Linked DNA regions of Mus musculus: region 1 is linked to region 2. The links are chromatin contacts, called in public Hi-C maps. All regions are on one chromosome and are shown on one strand. The core of a region is the stretch at or near the end of the contact, and the rest is flanking DNA. Distances in the headings are between cores, read along the strand shown. Region 1 overlaps Ajap1 (adherens junction associated protein 1). Region 2 overlaps Ajap1 (adherens junction associated protein 1).

Region 1 (3,358 bases), core at 820-3,319, 36 kb before region 2:
CTGTGACCTGGCCTCCATGAGCCGGCTGCTTCTGTGCACTTGCACACCCCGGCTTGAGAGCCTGTCCCTTGTCTAAGAGCAGCTTTCTTATTGACTGGGCCCTGCACTGCTTGGTTCTCTGTGGTTCTCTACACAAACTGCCAGCGGTAGCATCAGCTTCGGAGTCCCTCCCAGAGGTGGGACGGGGATCTTCACATCTGCAGGCTCCGACTCCGAGAACCAGTTGGACGCTCTGCTCAGGAAAAGCACACACAAGCAAGAACAGGAGCCAGTTATAACCAGAACCTGGGGAGAGAGCGAATGAAAACAACCGTGGGCACTGAAGTTTTCCCAGAATGCTTTTCAGGGAGGCCCCAGCATTCAAAGCGTTCTTGGAAGTGTCCTGCTGCAGGGACACTTGTGGCTTTGCAGGAGTTCGATAGACCTTCCCGGAGAGTTCTGTTGCTCGAGGTGGAGCTGAGTGATGGTTGTGCCTCCTACAGAAGAAGCAAAGCAAAGCAAGGCACAAAGTTTAAGACTGACACCATCACCACCTGCGTCATGATGATGAATTAATATAAGAGCAACCACAGCTCCTGGCAACGGTGGTGGTGTTCAAATTGTACCTCCCACTGTGTGCATCCCCTACTGTGCACAATCCTCTCCCTTGGTCCTCACTCTGCCTCCCATCTTCAAGGCCTTCAGAACCCAGCCCTTCCCGGGGTGCTGAACCCAGTTCGGCCCCTCAGTTCTTTTCCAATGCTCTTCCTATCTCTGAGTCCCCATCGCATCCCTGTCCATCCAAGGGCATTGGTGTGAAGACCAGAAAACCACTGACCTTCCATTCTAAGAGCAATCAGTCTGTCGCTTGCCATTGCTTCTGCGAGTAGGAGCAAGCAGAACCCCTGGTTCTTAGGAAGGTAATGAGTGGGAATGTGGCACTTTAGATTGTTCTGTGCTATGTCTATCCACAGGTGCACACTGCCCCAGCTTGCTTTCCCAGGAGCTGGTAAGAACAGACCTGGAAGCCAGTGCTCCAAACACCACCCCTCACTTCCAGTCAGCACAGTATCCTGAGGCCTCTGTCACCTTCTGAGACTCAGAACTGCTGGAAATCTTAATCTCATGTGTGTATACACCGAGTGACCTGTCTCCACAGTCCGTGTTGTATGCAATGATCCCAAAGCCCTCAGGGTGACTTGGAATATACCTAGCAATTTAAGTCACATTGGCCTCTACTATGAACTTTATTTCCGCTAGTTTCTTCTGGGGTTGTTGGGCCCCAACTCACCCCAGCACGAAGGGGACTGAGGTATGGAAGTAACAAAATCTACCAGACACACTGCTTCAACCCCAGAGCCCATGGGCACAATGCAGTGACATTGGACAGAGCTGGACAGAGCTTCAGTGTGGGGCAGTGGGCTGGCACCCAGATTTCACAGCGGTCTACATGGGGGTAGATAGTGCATTTCACTGTGTGTTTGTTTGAAGCTCGCTCTCCTGATCCAAAGCCCCTGAGAGACACGGGAGAATCCAAGGTGGAGGGAGACACTTCCGTGAAGGACGGGCTCTCTGAGGTTGGAAAGAGGCACCTGCAGAAGCGGCTCCCCAGTGTGTGGTCTTGTAAACAATGCAGGAGGATTTCAGGTTCCACTGAGGTGCTCCACGGGAAACTGCAACTCTGACCAGAATAGGTACTTACTGTCTTGTCTCACGTCATCATGTAGCACCTGATGCTCAGAGTGAGTCTGGGCAGGTTTGGCTCAGGTTCTCTCCTGCTGGGCTCAGGGCCCTTCCTGGGCTCAGGGTCAAGGAGAGGCTGCAGTGGCTATCCCAGGAGGCTGCAGGATGCTCAGGCCATATCTTCTCCTCCCTCCTGCCTGGGATTTTTGGATCCCTGGCAGAGAGTTTGGTGCAAAAGAAAGGCTCGCTTCGTCTCTGTCTCCACGGGCCTATTTCTGTCGTGCGGTCTGCCTCTGCTCTTCCTTTTTTGACATCCAGCGTTTTCAAACACAGATTTTGCACAGATCCAGTGTGAGTCACAGGGCTGGGTGGCCACACGGAGAATTCCGGAGCGCAGGCTGCAGCATCTTCCTGCAGGCGGAGAGCACCGCCCCCTTTGACAGGGACAGGGGCAAGCACCTGCACAGGACAGAGGTGTGTGATGACCGACCCCGACCGGCACAGCTTTGTTCCTCCTCGATGTTCTGAGCCAGCACTGGGAGCACTCCCCGACACCCCGACTTTGACACCAACCTTCTGATACTCTCTGTAGCTACTGGGGTCCCGGGACCCTCAGGGTCCACTACAGCCAAGGCAGACAGGAAGCAAATACTGCGATAGTAAGAGCTGTGGCCTGCCATAGAAAAAGGATAGGGACCGAAGTCTGCTGGGAGGAAAACTGTGGGGCAGGGTTCCAGAGTCTGGCTGTACCATCTGTGGAGTGGAGATAGACCTCTTTCCTGCCTTGTTCTGTGGGAGACGGCACACAGATTTATGAAGCTCAGCCACGTAGACATGGCTGAAGACTGCGTCACCAGCTCTGTCCCAGTCTTCTGGTGGTTGAGGACCTAGTGTGTGATAGAGACAGTTACGTTGGACAGGACAACCCGGCAATTCATGCCTCCCAGGAGCTAAGGGCAAAGACTTCTGGACGGTTAAATTCCCCACCGCCCAGTGTGCCTTGTGCCAGAGACCAGGTGCTTCCGAACCTCACAGTCCACAGTGGGCAGTCAAAGCCAGCTATGCCGCCTGCAGAAGAGTTGGGGGGAAGCCACCAGTTCTGTTCTACCATCAGCAGGACGTTGCTGACCAGCTCTCCTCAGGTCAGACACCCATGTTCAGGAGAAAGCCTCATACAGCCTGTGAGCCACTCACTGCCCCATTTCACCTGTCCTCCTGGCTTCTAAGATACTGACACCCTGCCCAGGGAGCTGCTTTCTTCTGGCTTCTTGTTGCTGTGAAAACAGAGGCCAACGTCGTCCCTTGTTTCATTTCCAGAACCTCCATATTAGTCACGCTCCTCCCAATTCCTCGCCTCCCCGTACACTTGCTCGTTTGATTAAAAAAAAAAAGTTCTAAAAAAAAAGATGATTTGTGTGAAGGGAGTGAAAACCGAGTTTATTTACGACAAATCAGTAGAATCCAAAACTTTGGCAAAGAGCTCCAGAAGATGCTGCTGGCGGCCGAGGCGAGCCTGGTGCGTCACCGAATGTGACGTTTCCGGCCCAGCTGGATTGAAAAGCCTCTGACCTGTCTCTCTCTCCTAGGGCCAGATGCCTAACTTTGCAGCATCTCTTCTTTCAGAGACAAAAAGCCAATACCACTGAGGTGACCCCACAGAGCCACCAGCTCCAGAGATGGGGAGAAAATGTCTTCA
Region 2 (3,488 bases), core at 806-3,305:
CAGTGACGCTTCCAGGCCTGTAGCCTGTCACAGCAGTCCGATTCTGGAGTGTCAGCCAGAACCGCGGCAGCTATACTCCTGAAAGATGTGCCAGATGGCCAGACACAGAGATGAGGCTGCACGTCTCTGCTCAGATGTGGATCAGTGAGCCCTGAAACCCAACACCTCGCGTTCTGTCGTAGGGGTGCACAATCAGCAGGAAAGGAGGAAGAAAGGTTCTTTTCTAGAAGTTTCTTCCAGCCATGAGAGGCAAGTTTGTCATGGGGTAGAGAGCAGATGTCTACCCAGAGAGGTGCCTATGGTGGCCAGCTGAGGAGCTGAGACTTGCGCTGGTGTAGGAGAGCCTGCAGGAGAGGACTGAGCTGGGCTTCTGTCCATGGGTGGCCTCCCTGCGTGTCCTTGACTGCACCGGTGTGACCTCACTGGTCTTGTGGCTTTTTTGTTTGCACAACTGAAAAGTGACTTTCGTCTCCCAAGGTTGTTCTGAGACTGGGCTGTGTCCATTGTGTGGATGCTAGCACCGTGGCCAGCGTCTAGCGGCCATGTGTCTAGGATGCATCCACAGCCACCTACCTCCCCAGGCTGTCTCAGGGAGTCTCCTTGTGGAGGCTCAAAGTGCAAGTGGCTTCTGCTTCCTTTATTAATCTCTCCAAAGCCAAGATTAGGAATGGTTGTCTGTCTCAGTCTGCTCTGTCCCTCTGTCTTCTGTGGTGGTCCTCCAAACCCCAGAACCCTTCTCCATGGGGTTGCAGGCTCACCATTCCCCGGTGCTTTGTGAGAGCAGGAGGCAGACTTAAGATTCACTTGTCCAACTCCTGTTCTGTGGGGTAGAAAGTGTTCCTGTCCTTCAAATTGAAAGTCAGTCATGTGACGAACAGAGAGCTGTCTTCTATGTGCCAGCATCATAGTCCAATCCTACGGTCACCCGGCCTCTGTGTGTGTGTGTGTGTGTGTGTGTGTGTGTGTGTGTGTGTGTGTGTATGTGTGTGTGTGTGTGTGTGTGTGCGTGCGTGTGAGAGAGAGAGAGAGAGAGAGAGAGAGAGTGCTGGAGCTGTCCCGACCCATGATCACAGCCTAGAGGTTTGGAGCAAATGTGTTCTCTTAAAGCCCTGGAGGCTGAAGGCCATGCATTGGCTCGGGGAGGGGCATGCTGTCCCTGTTGGCCCCACGAGAGCATCCTCTGTGCATGTGAGATCCTGAGGTCCTAGGCCATTCTTGAAGCATGGCTGTATGGCTCTGGTCCCCATTTCCCTCTTCCCAGAATTATCATTCCTGTACCCCTCTGTCTGTCTGTCTGTCTGTCTGTCTGTCTGTCTGTCTGTCTGTCTTGTAAGGCCATCTGTCTTGTATTTGTGTCCAGTTGGATAACCATAGTGTTTGCACCACCAGGCACTTAACTGCATTGCTTCTGTGGGGCCCTTTGTCTGAATGAGATCACACTGGAGGTTGTGGGAGTGAACTCGAGTCAGATAAGAAGGGTCCTCCACGGCTGAACTATCCAGGTCCTGTGGGTTTGAAGTGTCGGGGTTTTTCTGCAGGGATTCTCTACCCCACATCCCGCTCCAAATCCATTTTTGCTGGAGAGGAAGGTGGGACCAAGTAGGGACTTTCTGGGCTCCCCCCCAGAGAGCACTGGGGTGAGATTAAGGGTTCTCTTGGGAGGTGTGGCTTGGGCAGGCAGGGCCCAGAGAAGGTGAGGACTGAAGAAGATGGAACCTGGAGGAGGTGGGGTCTGCCCTGATACCGGCTGCAAACCTGACCAAGCTCAATGCACAGGAAGTCTCTGCGTCCCATGGGCCTTGCCCACATGAACTGTCCTCCACCCATGCAGGGATTCATCTCCTGGCTCCTGCAAATCCTTGTGCATTGTGGTCACAGCAGAGGGTAGTGATGCAGAGTCCCCCCTCCCCCGACCCCACATCTTCCCACCCAAAGCAGCAGGCACGAGAAACATCTCCAGCTCTGCTTCTGTCATTCCGGTGGGAGGAGAGGCACGTGGGAGGGAGAAAGATGCCTGGGAGATGCTGCTCTCTGAGCTAGCCATGTGGATGGACCTGAGAGCAGCGGAGGAGGCGGGAGCGATATAGAGTGTCCATGAAGAGAAAGAGCAGGGCGGGCTGAGGGAGAGCAGGTCCAGAGGCAGATGGGGCACCCCAGGCGTGGGAAGCTGGGAGTGGGCAGGGCGGGGACCTCAAAGGTGCTCAGTCACTACTTTGAGAACACAGGAACACAGAGCAAGATGGGGTTGGTTTAGAAGATGGCTCAGTGGGGAAAACACTATGACACAAACATGAGGACCCCAGTTCAAATCCCCAGGGCCCATGTTAAACTGAGTGCATCGCACGTGTGTATAATGACACCATACTACAGCAAGCAGGATGGGAGGCAGAAATAGGTGATTTCCCAGAGGCTCCTAGACTAGTCCTGGTGTATGCAGTACCCAGCAAGAGACCTTATCTCAAACAGGAAGGATGGAAGGACCCACACGTATGATTGTCCTCAGACCATGGCACATGTGATCACTTGTGCTCACACTCAAAAGCGTGCACACTCAAGTCGCAGGTACACCTGTGAACATAAAATAAGCATGTGGGATCACAGGGTGACTGGCTGGCTGTGGCTCTGGGCAAACCCTGCTGTTCTATGGAGAGTTACAAAAGGAAGATGGAGCAGTGACTGGAGCCAGAGTGGGGGAGATAACAAGATTCCAGGAACACTGGCAGCCATCTTGTAGAGAGGAACCTACTGCAAATGATAGGAAAAAGAACAATCTAGAAGGTCTAAGACTATAGTCTGAGAAGTTCTTGTCTTCCATGGAATGGAGTGTTTGTGATGGGCACAGCGTGATGCTTTTAGTCGCTTTATTGGAGGTGTGTATTGGTCAGCTTCCCATTCGTTACTGTAACAAATTCCCCGGGGTAACTCAACTTAAGAAGAGAAAAGGTTTTTGATGCAGCTTTGTAGGTGTCATTCTATGAATGACCGTTGACTTGGCCCTGAGGCAGCTTGGCATATTTGTGTAAAACATGGCTGAAGGTTCATTGCGTGTCTGGGTGTGAAGTATGAGAAGCAGAGAGCACGTTCCCACAGTCCCCTTCAGGGTCACACCCTAATGACCTCCAACGGCTCCCCAGATCTTGTCTCTCACAGGCCCCATCGCTTTCCAGTGGCACCTAGGCAGTAGTCAAACCCTCAGCAGATAGGATCCAGGGGACTTTTAAAACCTGCACATAACAACGACCTAAGAAAGATGCCTGGGGTAGTTGGTTTGTGAGGCTGCTTTTGGGATGACTGAGAAACCTGAGTGGAGTTTTAAAGACATCCATGGTGTGTGGCTTGACCATTGTGTTGTAGAGATGGTCGTTTTCCTGGGCAGAGGGTGGATGGCCTGGGAGAAGGATGGGGCCGTCTGGGAAGAGGACGGTGTGTGCGTAGTGAGGTCAGGTAGGTATGGAGGAGCTCATGTGGGGGGAGAGGAGGCCCAAGGT

Evidence for each region. A called contact is a pair of places that touch in the nucleus more often than the background predicts.
Region 1: a contact with region 2 is called in a Hi-C map of cerebral cortex, with 2.5 times the contacts expected there. The contact joins two enhancer-like sites. A contact is called at or near these places in 4 of 484 Hi-C or Micro-C datasets (cerebral cortex, cranial neural crest, forebrain and 1 more) and 1 of 115 datasets of contacts at active chromatin or transcription factors (embryonic stem cells).

The regions. Positions count from the first base shown.
Region 1 is chr4:153,458,757-153,462,114 of GRCm38.p6, reverse strand. The region is part of intron 1 of Ajap1 (adherens junction associated protein 1); the gene reads left to right. Among named protein-coding and RNA genes, the nearest start is that of Ajap1, 22 kb to the left of the region's middle. Within about 2 kb of position 2,069, at least 15 of the 459 cell types and tissues checked have an H3K27ac peak or open chromatin away from gene starts, as enhancers often do. A contact at or near this core is called in cerebral cortex, where this site is marked.
Region 2 is chr4:153,423,093-153,426,580 of GRCm38.p6, reverse strand. All of the region lies in intron 2 of Ajap1 (adherens junction associated protein 1), which reads left to right. Among named protein-coding and RNA genes, the nearest start is that of Ajap1, 58 kb to the left of the region's middle. Within about 2 kb of position 2,055, at least 4 of the 459 cell types and tissues checked have an H3K27ac peak or open chromatin away from gene starts, as enhancers often do. A contact at or near this core is called in cerebral cortex, where this site is marked.